Linked DNA regions of Mus musculus: region 2 is linked to region 1. A link is a contact called in public HiChIP or PLAC-seq data. All regions are on one chromosome and are shown on one strand. Each heading gives the region's core, a stretch centred on a gene start, on an enhancer-like site or on the middle of the called end of the contact. The rest is flanking DNA. Distances are from core to core; before and after follow the strand shown. Region 1 has its middle 25 kb from the start of Ccr6. Region 2 holds the start of T2 (brachyury 2).

Evidence for each region. HiChIP or PLAC-seq counts read pairs in DNA pulled down with a chosen protein or histone mark.
Region 2: an H3K4me3 HiChIP or PLAC-seq map of bone marrow-derived macrophages shows a contact between it and region 1, with 2.9 times the contacts expected there. The contact joins the promoter of T2 here to the enhancer-like site in region 1. A contact is called at or near these places in 1 of 39 promoter capture datasets (macrophages), 1 of 15 datasets of contacts at CTCF or cohesin (large pre-B cells), 10 of 484 Hi-C or Micro-C datasets (B cells, CD4 T cells, the MNK3 cell line and 5 more), 7 of 115 datasets of contacts at active chromatin or transcription factors (the 230-238 cell line, the SCID.adh cell line, bone marrow-derived dendritic cells and 4 more) and 2 of 9 other capture datasets (adipose tissue and liver).

What each region holds. Positions count from the first base shown.
Region 1 is chr17:8,207,680-8,214,435 of GRCm38.p6, forward strand. No RefSeq gene overlaps it. Among named protein-coding and RNA genes, the nearest start is that of Ccr6, 25 kb to the right of the region's middle. Within about 2 kb of position 3,207, at least 41 of the 459 cell types and tissues checked have an H3K27ac peak or open chromatin away from gene starts, as enhancers often do. A contact at or near this core is called in the MNK3 cell line, bone marrow-derived macrophages, microglia and 2 more, where this site is marked.
Region 2 is chr17:8,369,932-8,376,687 of GRCm38.p6, forward strand. It overlaps T2 (brachyury 2), which reads left to right and starts at 2,465. Exons shown (of 11, transcript NM_001161832.1): 1 at 2,465-2,572. The coding sequence starts at 2,465.

The DNA of each region.
Region 1 (6,756 bases), core at 1,957-4,456:
AAAAATCAGTGAAACCAGAGACAAAAAAAAAAAAAAAAAAAAGAACTATAGAATCCAACGACACCCAAACCCATCCTAAAAAATAGTACAATCCTGTACATTCTAACTAGTCAAAGGAAAGGGAACAAGTAGCTCATAGTGAGTGCAGCTCTGTATGACTGTGTACATCCACAGTGAGCATAGCTCTGCGTCTCTGTGTATTCCCACAGCAAGTGAACACAGCCCAGCGTCTCCGGGCCCACCCACAGAGTTCCACAGACAACTGTGCACACTGGAATAGACAACTTAAAGTGGACCAAATCTCTGATGTACACAAACTCCCAAAACTGGCAAAAGAAGGGCCAATCATAGTGGTTCATGCCTATAATCCCAAGACTTGAAAGGACCAAGGCAGGAGGATTGACAAAAGCTGGAAGACAGATTGGTCTGGTCTACACTGTAGGCTTAAGGCCATCCATCCAGATCCTGCCTCAAATACTATTATAACAGCAAGAGAGAGGAAGGAACAGGAAGGGAAGGAAGGGGAGGGGAGGGAAGGGGAGGGGAGGGGAAGGGGAAAGGGGGAAGGGAAGGGAAGGGGGAAGGGAAGGGGAGGGGAGGGGAGGGGAGGGGAGGGGAGGGGAGGGAAGGGAAGGGAAGGGAAGGGGAGGGGAGGGAGAACGGAAGGGAAGGGAGAACGGAAGGGAAGGGAGAAGGGAAGGGAGAAGGGAAGGGAGAAGGGAAGGGAGAAGGGAAGGTAAAAAGGGAAGGGAGAAGGAAAGGGAAAAGGGAAGTGAAGGGAAAAGGGAAGGGAAGGGAAAAGGAAGGGAAAAGGGAAGGGAAGGGAAAAGGGAAGGGAAGGGAAGGGAAGGGGAGAGAGAGAGAGAGAGAGAGAGAGGGAGGGAGGGAGGGAGGGAGGGAGGGAGGGAGGGAGGAAGGAAGGAAGGAAGGAAGGAAGGAAGGAAGGAAGGAAGGAAAAGATCTCATCAAATAAAACAAGGAAGAGAAATGGTTGACCTAAGGTCCATCTAGAGACCCTGAACTGAATCCAAGACCTTTCAACAAAGGAAATGTCGAGTGCTACGTGAAGACACTGATCACCCCCCCCCCTCAGAAAACTTGAAACAAAGCAAGCCATACAGGGGGAGTGAGTCTTTGCTCATTTGTAATGAGAGTGGTTTGGTGATGCCAAACAGATAAAACAGAAGAAGCAAAGGCGCCACACCAGTGTCTTTCACAAAGAAAACAATAGAGAAAAATACCATCAAGCCAAATCCCATTGTGGATGAAGTTATATGATGACCAACCTGTTGTTTTCAATATTGAAAACCAATGTGATCTGATATACTGATAGCCTAAAAATAATGCATGAGTCGACCAATTGAGATGACAGGAAAATCTTTCATTAGATAAAATTCAATACACAATTACAACTTAAAAATCTCAAACTAGTGGCTGCAGAGATGGCTCTTGCAGAGGACCCAAGTCCCAAAGCACGTCACGTCATGTCACATCATGTCACATCACGTAAGACTTCCAACCACTGTATCTCCAGCCCCAAGGCATCTGGCACCCTCTTCTGACCTTCATGGGCACCCATACACATCTCTCTCTCTCTCTCTCTCTCTACACACACACACATACACATATACACACATACACACACACATACATACACACATACACACACACACATACACACATACACACACACACACACACACACACACACACACACACTAACTTTCCTAAGGAGAAAGTGAATTGGATGCCAGCTTTTGTGACCAGATCTCTCACACTCCTGCCGCCAAGCCATCCCCACCAGGAAGGGCTCTACCCTCATGCTGTGAGCTATACTAAATCCTCCTTTCCCTGAGTTGCCTCTGTTGGATAGTTTGTCACAGCAATGAGCAAAGTTAATGCGGGCACTTCTCAGTTTCTTCATCTCAAAATCAGAAATGGCCACACCCACTTAATCAGCTTCTGACTTTAGAAACACATTGGCTTTTTTATTTTTCTAATAGAGAAAAGGGAGGTAGCTTCTTTTCTCTTTTTTCCTTCATTTACTACTTCAGGCAGGAAGACTCCAGGACCTGCTCTCTGGGATCAGTTCCTTTGCTGCCCTGTTCACAGTATTCAGAAAAGCACATAGGTTCTTTGCTAGATGACGAGAGTATGACTGTACTATTACTACAATTACTGTACTATTACTAGTTCAAGTGATTTGCATGAAGCCACATCCAGGATGAAGAATAGAGATGGGCCCTAATCTGTCATGACTGCTCAGATGCCCCATCTTCCAGCAACATCCACATGCGGAGACCAGAGACTCCCTCATCCTGTCATTTGAACCTTCATGAAGGCTTCACCATGCAGGCATGATTGAAGATGGACAATTGCACCAAGCTGATTGAGTAGATGGATGTGAAGGGATGCTGTTGGACTGTGGGGAAAGCCCAGCACTGCCTGTCCAACCTCAGCATCCTTGGCCTCTCTGTCCAGCATGCCTTCCTCCAGGATATGAGCCAGGGCTCCATTGTAGTGATGAGGGTCTCATAAGTCCTTATTGGGCAGGTTTGATCTAAGTGGTTGTCCCATGCTCTGAGCACACTCCTGATGTGTGCTGGGCTTGTCCCACTTTCTGAACACGTACTTCTTGTCTGTCAGCCACTCTGGGAAAGCCCCACTTGTTCCAGTGGGCCTGTTACACCTGTCTCAGTTTCAGGTCCCCAGACTGAGCAACCTTTAGTGGAGACGCTGTGTGCTGTCCCTGAGAGCAGCCTGGCTTCCTGATCCGGCCTGGGGTGGGAGGGGATAGGGCCTTTGTTTTCCTCTCCACTTTGATTCTCATGAAAGAAATCAGGTCTTCTGGTCCTTGTCACCCAAGAGCATGCTTTCAGATTCCAGCCCCTGAGGATGCACCTGAACCAACATCTCTGCCCTCCCTTGGATCTTAACATCTGCAGGGGTTTCTCTGTTTTCTGGATTCCTTCCCAGTGTCTTCTGTTTCCAGACCTACCCCATGTGCCTGTTCTGTACAGTCACGGTTAAACTGTCGCACCGTCAGTCATCACTTCAGCCTTCTTGGTGAGGGCCCTCATGGATCTTGTCAGGCCGAGTGAGGGAAATGAGGCAGCTCCTCCAGATGGAAGCGGCTTACAGGAGGGGACATGTTTGTTACGACACCTGGAAGCCCACACAGGCTCAGCACTAACTATAAATGCAGGCTTCTGCTTCCTCTTACACTGTAGGAAGTGGCAAACAGCCTTGCTCCTTCTAACAAGAAGGGGGGGGGCTGCAGCCCTGCAATTTCTCCTACGTGCCCCCTCGAAGAGTGCGGGGTGAGAGGCAACCAAGAGAGCAAAATCCTGGGGAGAATACAGAGGGAGCCATGGGATGGCAGGGAGGGACGAGCCTGCCATGGTTGCGATGTCCAACTGGTTCCAGATTTGACAGCACCAGGGAGAACAGATAGATGCTTGCTGCACAGGGTGAGAACACAGCAACTAGGACCCAAAGCCTTCTGGGAAGCCAAACAAGGGTCGCATCTGCTCCCAACTTGGAGGCTGAGGCACAGAGCCCTCTTAACTCCCATGGAGCGCTCTAGGGTTGGCGGGAGAAGTGGAGAGGTGCAAGAACCTGGAACCAGGCTTCTGCAGCACAAGCTGGCTTGTGGGTGGGGACCAGTGTCACAGATATAAATGTTGCCATTTCCTGAGAGAAGAGGAATTCAGCTTCTGTGGCTGACAGGGAAGAGAACGTTCTCCCATCCAAGATGGGCACAAGGAAGGAGACTTGGGTATACCATAAAGGACCCCTTCAAAGTTTGCCAAAGAAGTGTGACAGTGGAACTGACTCCTTCCAAAACCATGGGTTTGTCTGAGAGTAACATAGCAGGCAGCCGCAGCCATGTGCAGAGCCCGTAGAGGGCTGCTGTCGGGTAACGATGAGCCTGGAATTTACCTGAGCAAAGACAGAACAGGCAGGAGGGAAACTCCCACAGCTCAGCCTCTTGTGGGCTGAAGCAATCTCTCCCCGGGGGCTAGAAAGACTGGTGTACTGAAGACATGACTGACAGACAACCCCAGATCTAACTCTACCTATGTCTCCATTTATCTACCCAGATCTGTTTCAGATCTGTTGGAGGCTATCTATGAGCTCCCAACATCTTAAATATATTATTCGTTGATTATATAAGTAGGCCAGTGGTTGAACTGAGACTTCAATTTTGAGGGGGGTGAAGAAACTTAAATTGAGCTAACATCAGAATCAAATGAGAGAACTGGTTTGAAAATTAAGCATCCTGAACTTTCTGGGTCCTGTTCTTGGAAGATCTGAGGTGTGGGCTTTTAGGAGCGGCCCCTGTATAGAAGGAGCCTACAACGACCCTTCCTGTTAAAAAGCTGTTTTGTTGGGTGGGGTGGTCCTCATGAAGAAGCAGTGATCTCTGAGAACTTTCGGTGTCCTGGGTCCACACCAGATTTTAGAGTGGTCTTCAGTACAAAGAAGAGGAACTCTAGGGCCCTCTGTGGGACTCTACGATGGGAATGTAAGGTCTTCTATGGAGGGAATGGGTAGGGTACCTTTTGGATATAATGAGTCAGGTTATTGGTCAATGTAAGACCCACTGCCCTCTTTTCTAGAGGCCACAGATCAGCAATTTTCTGAGAAACCCAGGTTGGACTTTTGCCCACAAGTCTTACGCCCTCCATTTTATAACACTGAGTAGAAGGTGGCCCTTGGCCCACTGCAGCAGTGGTCTAGAGGTGAGCCTTGCATCAGATGCAGGCTCTGGTGGATTATGCCTGATCACTGAACACATGGACAAGGTTGGAAGTGGAGAGTGTGGCATCTGTGTAGATGGCCAAAGACTCCCTGGAGGAACTCAGATGAGGGCAACGGATGGCTTCTTCATCTTCCTGCCCCGAGGCAACAGATGAAGGATCTTCATCTCCATCACTTCTCTTAGAGCAAAGCCGAGTAACCAAAGGGAACACAGAAGTCTGCTCTCTCGGCCACTCTCTCTCTGGGAGCCCTTTTCTTCTTTCCTCCTCTTTTTGGGTCTCCACAGCCCACAACTTCTACTTAGGGAATTTTGTGCACCAGGCAAAGTATAGAGTGCATGGAGATACACCCACAGACCTTATACCTGCATTCACGTATTTTCCCCATCAACATTCTGGAGAGAGAGCTTCCAGAAAATGCTATCAAGTCAATGCTACAGTACGGAATGGCCAGAACTGTAGCTGGCTAGGAAGATCATTTAGCACTATTCTGACATATTAGATCCACAAAGACCTAGATCTGTGGTGTCTTAACATAACTTAGACTTCAGTGATCTATTTCTTCTCTGATTCTTTGTGTCAGTGTGTGTCTAGTGTGTGATTTTTGTTTTGTTTTGTTTTGTTTTGTTTTGTTTTGTTTTGCTTTGCTTTGCTTTGCTTTGCTTTGCTTTGCTTTGCTTTGCTTTGCTTTGCTTTGCTTTGCGTTTGTATCTTCGAGACAAGGTTTCTCTATATAGCACTGACTGTCCTGGAACTCGCTTTGTAGACCAGACTGGCCTCAAACTCTCAGAGATTTGCTTCCTGAGTGCTGGAATTAAAGGTATGTTACCATCACCCAGTTAATGTGTGCCTTTAAAGTAGCCATATTTATGCATATCCCAGAAGAAGAAATAGAGGCTCTCAGAGGTCACTACATCATAGAGGCAAGATCCCCATACCATTGTGAATGCCCTCAGCCTTAGGGCTCTCTCACCTTCCATTCCAGTGAACACTCCATGTACCCTGTGTCCCTTACCCAAACAACAGCCAGCCACTGCATTGAATCTACTTCTTAGCTTGGTACCCAGGATGGTTCATCTCAGCTGAATTTGAAACTGCCTAGAAGACACGCCTCTGAGTGTTTGTGACCGTGTTTCCAGAGAAATTCAACTGAGGAGAAGACTCGCTCTGAATGTCAGTGGCTCTGGGTCCATGGACTGGGGTCCAAGGCCAAATAAAAGGGGAAAAATGAGAAAGCACAGGGAAGAGGAGGGTTCCTCCACTCTCTGCTTCTGGGTCTGAGATGTGAGCAAGGTCCTACAGCCACAACCACAGCCACTCCTGTCACCGATCACATCTTCCCCTCTAGGGCAGACTGTTCCTTCAATCCATCATTCCAAAGAAGACCCTCCTCTTTCAAGTTGTTTTTTGTCAGTTATTTGGTCACAGATATAAGAAAAGTAACTGATTACAATTCCCCATAATAGTATAGTGAGAGAGGGGATGTCCAATTGAAAATGGAAATTGTAAAGTGATAGTATCTAGGATGTGACCCTGTAATATTTACCTAAGGGCTGAGATGGCCTTGTGAATTTTGCTGTGTCCACAGGATCCTTACCAGGGCAAATGAGCTGGATCTCCAGCAAGGAGAAGTTGGAAAGGAAGTTGCCTTCACTTGGAAGGTCTTCTACAGCTTTTTGTTTTCAAGTTGAAACCTCTTCCCTTTTGAAGATGACAAATCAAAAACCTGGCTTGCCCCAGATTGGTGTCTATCTCTACATCGACTCAAGATTGACATGAGATCGGGTCTACAGATTGTTGCAGAAATGAGATAAGCATTGTGACTACCCACACTCTAGTTTATCACATCAACTGTCGGACCACGTACTCCTTCAGTCTGAACAAATCTGTTAGCACCTGCTATTTGCTTGACCCTGACCTAAAGGAGAGAGGAACAGCCAGGAAGAAAACAGATCCTGTCCCTTCTGGGCTGGACATTGTGCAATCAGACAGA
Region 2 (6,756 bases), core at 1,215-3,714, 160 kb after region 1:
AGTTGCTTCAAGTCTAAAGCTAGCCTGGGCTACATAATGAAACCCTGTCTTGCTCGACCTAACAAACAAACGGATGACAAAGGTTCAGTGGTGACTGCAGCAAATATTTTTAAAAGTTCAAATAAAAAGTTAGGAAGAGTTAAGCCACACTTTGGAGAGAAGCAGAAATTTGATCTTGAGTTTGACAGTATACCTGTTTGATCATGAGTTAGTAGATCAGCTGGTATGGCTACAATCTCAGACTTAGCCTCCATGTGAGTCAAATAAATACTCTACCCTCAGGCACTGTGGTGCACATACACGCAGACAAAATACCCATACACATAAAAGAAATCTAGCATTTTTGGTTTTGAGCCTAACCTTTAGTGGTTGAGCCATCTTTCCAGCCTAAACTAATTAAACAAATCAAAACCCCAAGGCATTTAATTGGATGTTTTTGCTATTGGCTTCTGCCAGTCATAATTAGGATTTCTATTGCTTTGATGAAACACCATAACCAAACAGGAAGTTGGTAGGGAATTATTTGGAATAACTCGGTATTCATCATGAAGGAAGTCAGGACAGGAGCTCAAACAGGGCAGGAACCTGGAGGCAGGAGCTGCTGCAGGGGCCATGGAGGGTGCTGCTTACTGGTTAACCTGCTTTCTTACAGAACCCAGAACCACCAGCTTAGGGATGGCACCACCCACAGCAGACTGGGCTCTCCCCACATTGATCACCAATTAAGAAAATGTCTTAAAGCTGGATCTTAGGGAGGCGATTTCTCAGTTAAGGTTTGCTCCTTACTCTAGCTTGTGTCGGGCTGACAGACGAGCCAGCCAGCACACTGCCCCTCCCCCACCGAATACCCCAGCCTTCACTTGCTCACGTGGCAGGCCCCTGCCTTCTGGAGGAATCTCAGTGATCCTGAGAGGCAGGAAGATGTTTTAGGGTTCCATCACTCTGACAAAATACCCGTGGAAATGAGAAAGGAAAGATTTATCTGGGCTCCCAGTTTCATAGTGGAGCAGGGTATGTGGACAGCTGAACTTGTGCCGGGTCAGATGGCAGCAGAAGGGCCTGCCTGCGGGATGGAAGCCTCCCTTCTCAGATGCTGCCACGTGGCCTGATATTCTTTTGCCACTCTCTTTGCTGGCAGCCCATGCTCCTGGTGGCTCCTCATGCATGCGTGTGTCCGTGTAGCCACGTTTCCTCTCACAAGGACAGTGGGTTAGATCGGGGCCCATTCTGTGATCTCATTTAACTCAGTGGGCCTCTTTCAAGGACCTGTCTCCAAATGCAACCATATTCTGAGGTGCTGAGGTTGGGGCTTCAACTTGTGACTACTGGGGACCGAGACTCAGCCTGAAAATTCTCTAAAGCCAGGCCATAGATAAAGCTGCAGGTATTGGGATGCTGTGCTCCTTTTGGGGCAAGCAAAATGCTCACAGCTTGATTATGGTGATAATCGCACATCTCTGGAAAAACCCCACCGAAAGCCCACTGAGTCACAGGCTTTCAAGGGGGGAGTTTTGAGTATATGAATCACATACCTCAATTTTTAAAACTATTTTTAATTATGTATATACATGTCTGTCTCTGTATGTTCCTGTGCATGCAGTCGGAGGCCAGAGGCATTAGATACCTCTGGAGCTGGTGGTTGGGAGCTGGGTCCTCTGTAAGAGCATGCACGCTCTTAATCTCGGAGGTGTCTATCCAGTTCCTGTTTCAACCTTCTGTATAAGAAAGCATCCTGCAAAAGGTCAAGAAGGGGTTATATAGGTGGCTATGGGGGAAGAGAAGGGAAGGGAAGGGTGGAATCTGAAGCCCTGTGATAGCAGTCTGCGATGACTGCCAGTCTCCCACATAAGCCCTAAGAATGCTCTGCCCCCATTGCCAGCGTCTTTGACAAACCACCTGCCAGGACTTCTTTCCACCATCCAACACCCCTCAGCCCCGTTGCTCAGCTACAGAAAACAGAGCATGGTTTGCTGCTGGGAATCACAAAGCCAAGAAACAGAAGGAGCGCGCTTGGTGGGAGGGGGCTGGGCTGGAGGCGGAGCATGTGGCCAGCCAGAGCCAGGCAGCGGCTGTGGTCCTGTAGCCCCTCCCTGCCTAGAGGATGCGGCTGCTGGGCTTAGAAAAGCAACTTCCTTTCCAGGGGCGTCTGGGAGACTCAGAATTGTCTTGCCTGCTTCCTCACTTTCTGTAACTGTTCCTGTGGTTTGCCCACTTTGAGCCTCAGCCAGTTTGCAGCATCAAGGAGCTGCTGCTTCAGTGTACTCTGTGAAAGGGCTCTCTGCCTGTGTTTCCTAACTGCTTCCAGAACTGGCTTGTGCATCTTTTTGTTTTGGGGTACACACAGGCACAGGCAAGCTAACTGTCCAACACGTCACAGTATAAAAAAAGTCTAACTCTGTTTTTAAAATGCTGTAATTTTAAAATTGACGCACATTTTTGTTGTTGTTGTTGTTCCTGTGACAGGATGGCCCAGATCTTGAGAGACCATTTTAAAACGCCAAAGAAACACAGGGGGTGTCACACCCAAGTGGAGGACAAAGAGAAGGCAGCACAGCAGACCTTGCCGGAACAGGTAGCCACTATTTGTGTCGTTGTGAACAAAGGGAGCCAGTCTTGTCTTTGATCTTTCTCTATTTAACGGCTCAGTAAATATTCTGACCACAAAGCTACAATGAGCAGCGGGACATACCACTGCACACTTAGAACGGCAGTCAGTAGCTCCAGACAATTAAAACTGTAAGAACGTAAAATTACAACAAAGTTGTTGGGTTTTTTTGTTTGTTTTTTGTTTGTTTGTTTGTTTTTTGTTTCTTAAAATCAGTCTCAGTCTGTCATCCGAGGTCGCATGGTGAATGAAAATAGCTCAAAAGAATTATATGGAAAGTCTATGAACAAAGGCTCCTTGTTCTACGGCGCCCTCTGGTGGGGCTGAGAGGAAATAGCATTTCTGAAGCGAGGGACACACGTGGCTTAAAACAGGCCCCAAATGCTTCCCTGGCGTCCATTCCAGTCACTGTGACACCAAGGATCAAACTCTGCAAACCCTCCTGTGTTCTGTGAATCGTTTCTTTTTTATTTATTTATTTTTTTGGTTTTTCTTTTCGGGATAGGGTTTTTTTCTGTGTAGCCTCGACTACCCTTAAACTCCCTTTGTAGACCAGGCTGGCCAAGAACTCAGTGCCACCCCCACCTGGCTTGCCTTCCTTCCTTCCTTCCTTCCTTCCTTCCTTCCTTCCTTCCTTCCTTCCTTCCTTCCTTCCTATTTTAATTATTTTACCCTTGAGTTTTAAAATCCAGAAACTTGAGGTCTAGAGGGGAGACTGTGTCTCTACCTCAGGTAGATACTGAGACCACGGTTCTGAGTCGGAGGACCCTTCCCACTCCTCTGGATCCCCAGCTAATGAAGGGAGAGCAGGCCAGGCAGTTAGTTTTGGAGACTTGGTGGAGGGAATTTGGTTCCTTTGAAGGAGGCCAGTGGCCACTAAGGTGGGTGGTGGATGGGAGACACTGGGCGGCATCAGAAGTGGCCGCTGCATGTATCGGGCAGCAATCAGGCTGCAGGGCACAGGGACACGGCTAAGCATGTGGGGTTGAGGAGCAAGACCAGAGTGTACAGACTCTTTCCTGGGACCCCGATTCTGCCGTTTGGGCCCAAGCAGTACCAATTCACCCCTCTGTTTGGTGGTGAATGGGCTGAGGCTGTGAGCTTAGGGCCTGTGCACCAGCGTAGACAGAAGAATGAGGGCTGGCAAAGACAGGGAAAGAATTGGAACCATGAAGCCATCTCAAGAGTCTTAGTGCTCTAGGACAGGGAGTGGTCTTATTTGGGAAGGAATTCATTTGACCTGCTTGGTACTCACCTGATACATCAGGCATTTGAGACTCGTGGTACACAATCACCAACTGCCCCAGATTTCTGTATCTCACGGCTGACTAGATTTCTAATTAAGCACAATGAAGAAAAACACCCCCTTCATTATTGTTCACAGATTAAAGGATACTAATGAGAGATCCATGGACTTCTAAAACAACCAAACCCCCATGGTTCAGTACCAGAAAACGCGTAGATTTAGTCTTCAATGCCACACACCCATCTCACAACCCCTGAAGGCCCACACATAGGCACACATATACAAACTCGAACACACAAAGACCAAGAAGACATATTTTAAAAGATGGCCAAGCTGGGTGGTGGTGACATATACATTTGATCCCAGCATTTGGTGGGGGAGAGGCAAGCAGATCTCTATAAGTTCAAGGCCAGCCTGGTCTACAAATTGAGTTCTAGGACTGCAAGGGATACACAGAGAAACCTTGTTTTGAAAAACCCAATAAGAAAAAAAAAAAGATGGCGAGACAGAAGCCAAGCTTCATGGTGTAGGGTGGAGCCATGGGAGCTTCAGAGTGAACTGTCCCTGTTTTAAAAAAACCTCTTTGTACACTGGGGAGAGAGTCAAGTGCTTTCTGCACAAGGATAAGCAGCCAGGTGTGAGCGCACACCTAACCTGTGATTGTAGCATTGGGAAATAGGGATGGCTGGATCCCTGGGGTTCACTGTCCTGCCAGCCTTGCCTGCTTGGTGTGTTCCAGGCTGTCCTGAGGGACAACACCCGGGGTTGACTGTGGCCTTCACATATACACATTGTGCACACACACACACCCATACCACACCTACTCTTACACACTTATTTAATAGAGAGAGAAACAGGACTGGAGAGATGGCTTGGTGGTTAAGAGCGCTTGCTGCTCTCTCAGAGGACCTGGGCTTGAGTCCCAGCATCCTCCTGGTGGCTCATGACCATCCTTGACTCAAGTTCCAGGGGATCTGGCACTTTCTTTTGGTCTCTGCCACAATTGGAACACAAGTGGTGAATATATACGCATGCTGGTTAAACGCCTTTCCATCATTATGGCTTCTATGGCTGTGTTGAAGCACAATGGCCCAAACAGGGGCTATGAAAGGGTTGATTTATCTTACATCTCGCACTCCACCATCTACGGAAGCCATTGCCATGAAATTACAGCTGGAATCTGGAGGCAGGAACTGGAGCATATGCTACAGAGGAGCCTGGCTTATTATGTTGTATAAAATATGGTATGATGGAGCAGGAGGGGAGGGGTGCCTTAGTGGGCCCATGCAGAGGCACCCCCTGAGATACCAGCCGTACTGATGGGCCTAGTATAAAAGGAAGTTTATTTGAGACCTGGGAAGGGGTATGGAGAAGGGAGTAGAGGCAGAGAAAGAAAGAGAGGAATAAAGGGGGAAGAGAGAGAGAGAATAGACGGAGGGGAGGAGGAAGACAGAGGGAGGGGTAAGGGAAGGAGAGCCGGAGAGGGAAGAGAGATTGACCATGAGCAGCCCTTATATGACTGGCTTACTGGCTTGTACCTCCAGATGCTAGGTAACTGTTGGGCAGAGCCTAGAGGAAATGCTAACACTGCTTACTGGCTTGATTCCCCACTGCTCGCTCAGTTGGCCTTGTAATACCCAGGACCAACCAGCCAGGGGCGGCCCCACCCACATTAGTCATTAAGCAAGAAAATGTACCACAGGCTTGCCCACAGGCCAATCTAGTGGGGCATATTTTCTCAATTGAGATTTCCTCTCCCCAAATGACTCTAGCTTGTGACATAAAACTAGCTGGAACCATACTCATACCTATTATTATTATTATTTTATTATTAAAGTACAGGAGAAACAACTTAAAGACCTGGCCTACAGTGGTCAGCTGTGTGAGAGCTTGTCCCATCTCGTACAGGAGAGCCCTCTAAGAGCCACTCAGCAACCTCACCTCTAGGGTTCTCTCCAGATATCGCTGGCAGAAGGGCAAAATAAGCTGAAGCCTGTGTTGTGGACGACAGGTTGAGCCGTGTGGCCACTCTGAAGTTTTACACATCTGAGAGAACAGTAAACTTGGGCACTCTGGTCTCTAATGAGGTCTTTTCCTAGCAGCCCCCCCCCCCAGCTGCTACTGGGCCCCCTGGGGTGGACCCCTCAAGCCCACCCTTGGGAGAACAGTTAAGTTTATGAACCTTTCCTGGGGCAGGGTGGGTAAGTAGCTGACACCTTTCGAAGAGGTCACTGATATGGAAATAATTCCTCCTGTCACCGGCTCTCCAGGCCCGAGTCAGTCCCCAAACCTGCCTCAGGGATCTCCCACCTTCCCCCCTCCCTCCCCCCCCCCAACACCCCTAGATGGAATTAAAATACTCCCATGCCCTTCTGTTGGCAAGATGACTTAGTGTCAAACGCCTCGGTCCTGGCAGGAGGGCAGGATTACCATTTGATTAGTATGCACATAAGATGTTGTCTGAGCCCAAATACACAAGTTGGGAAATCAAAGGGCTCCCTTTCACACCCCTTTCCAGCTCCATCCTGAACGTTTATTTTGTTTTGAAACAACTTCCTCAGTTTCCTTCCTAAAAAAGAAAGGGGGAATCTCCATTTTAAAGTGAAACCCCCACCCCAACCCCCCCCCCCCCAACACACACACACACAGTTGAGTGACACGGCAATCAGCCCTTTCTGGGTCCCTCTCCACAGCTGAAGGTGAGACTCTCATATACATCCCCAGGAAATCTAGGAGCTACAAAGGGCTTGTGTTTTGTCTGGAATCTATATCAACACTCAAGTACTCTGTGTGTGTGTGTGTGTGTGTGTGTGTGTGTGTGTGTGTGTGTGTGTGTGTGTGTGTGTGTGATAATTACTAAAACATTGCATACTTCCAATTACGTCTCCACAAATAAATGTACAAT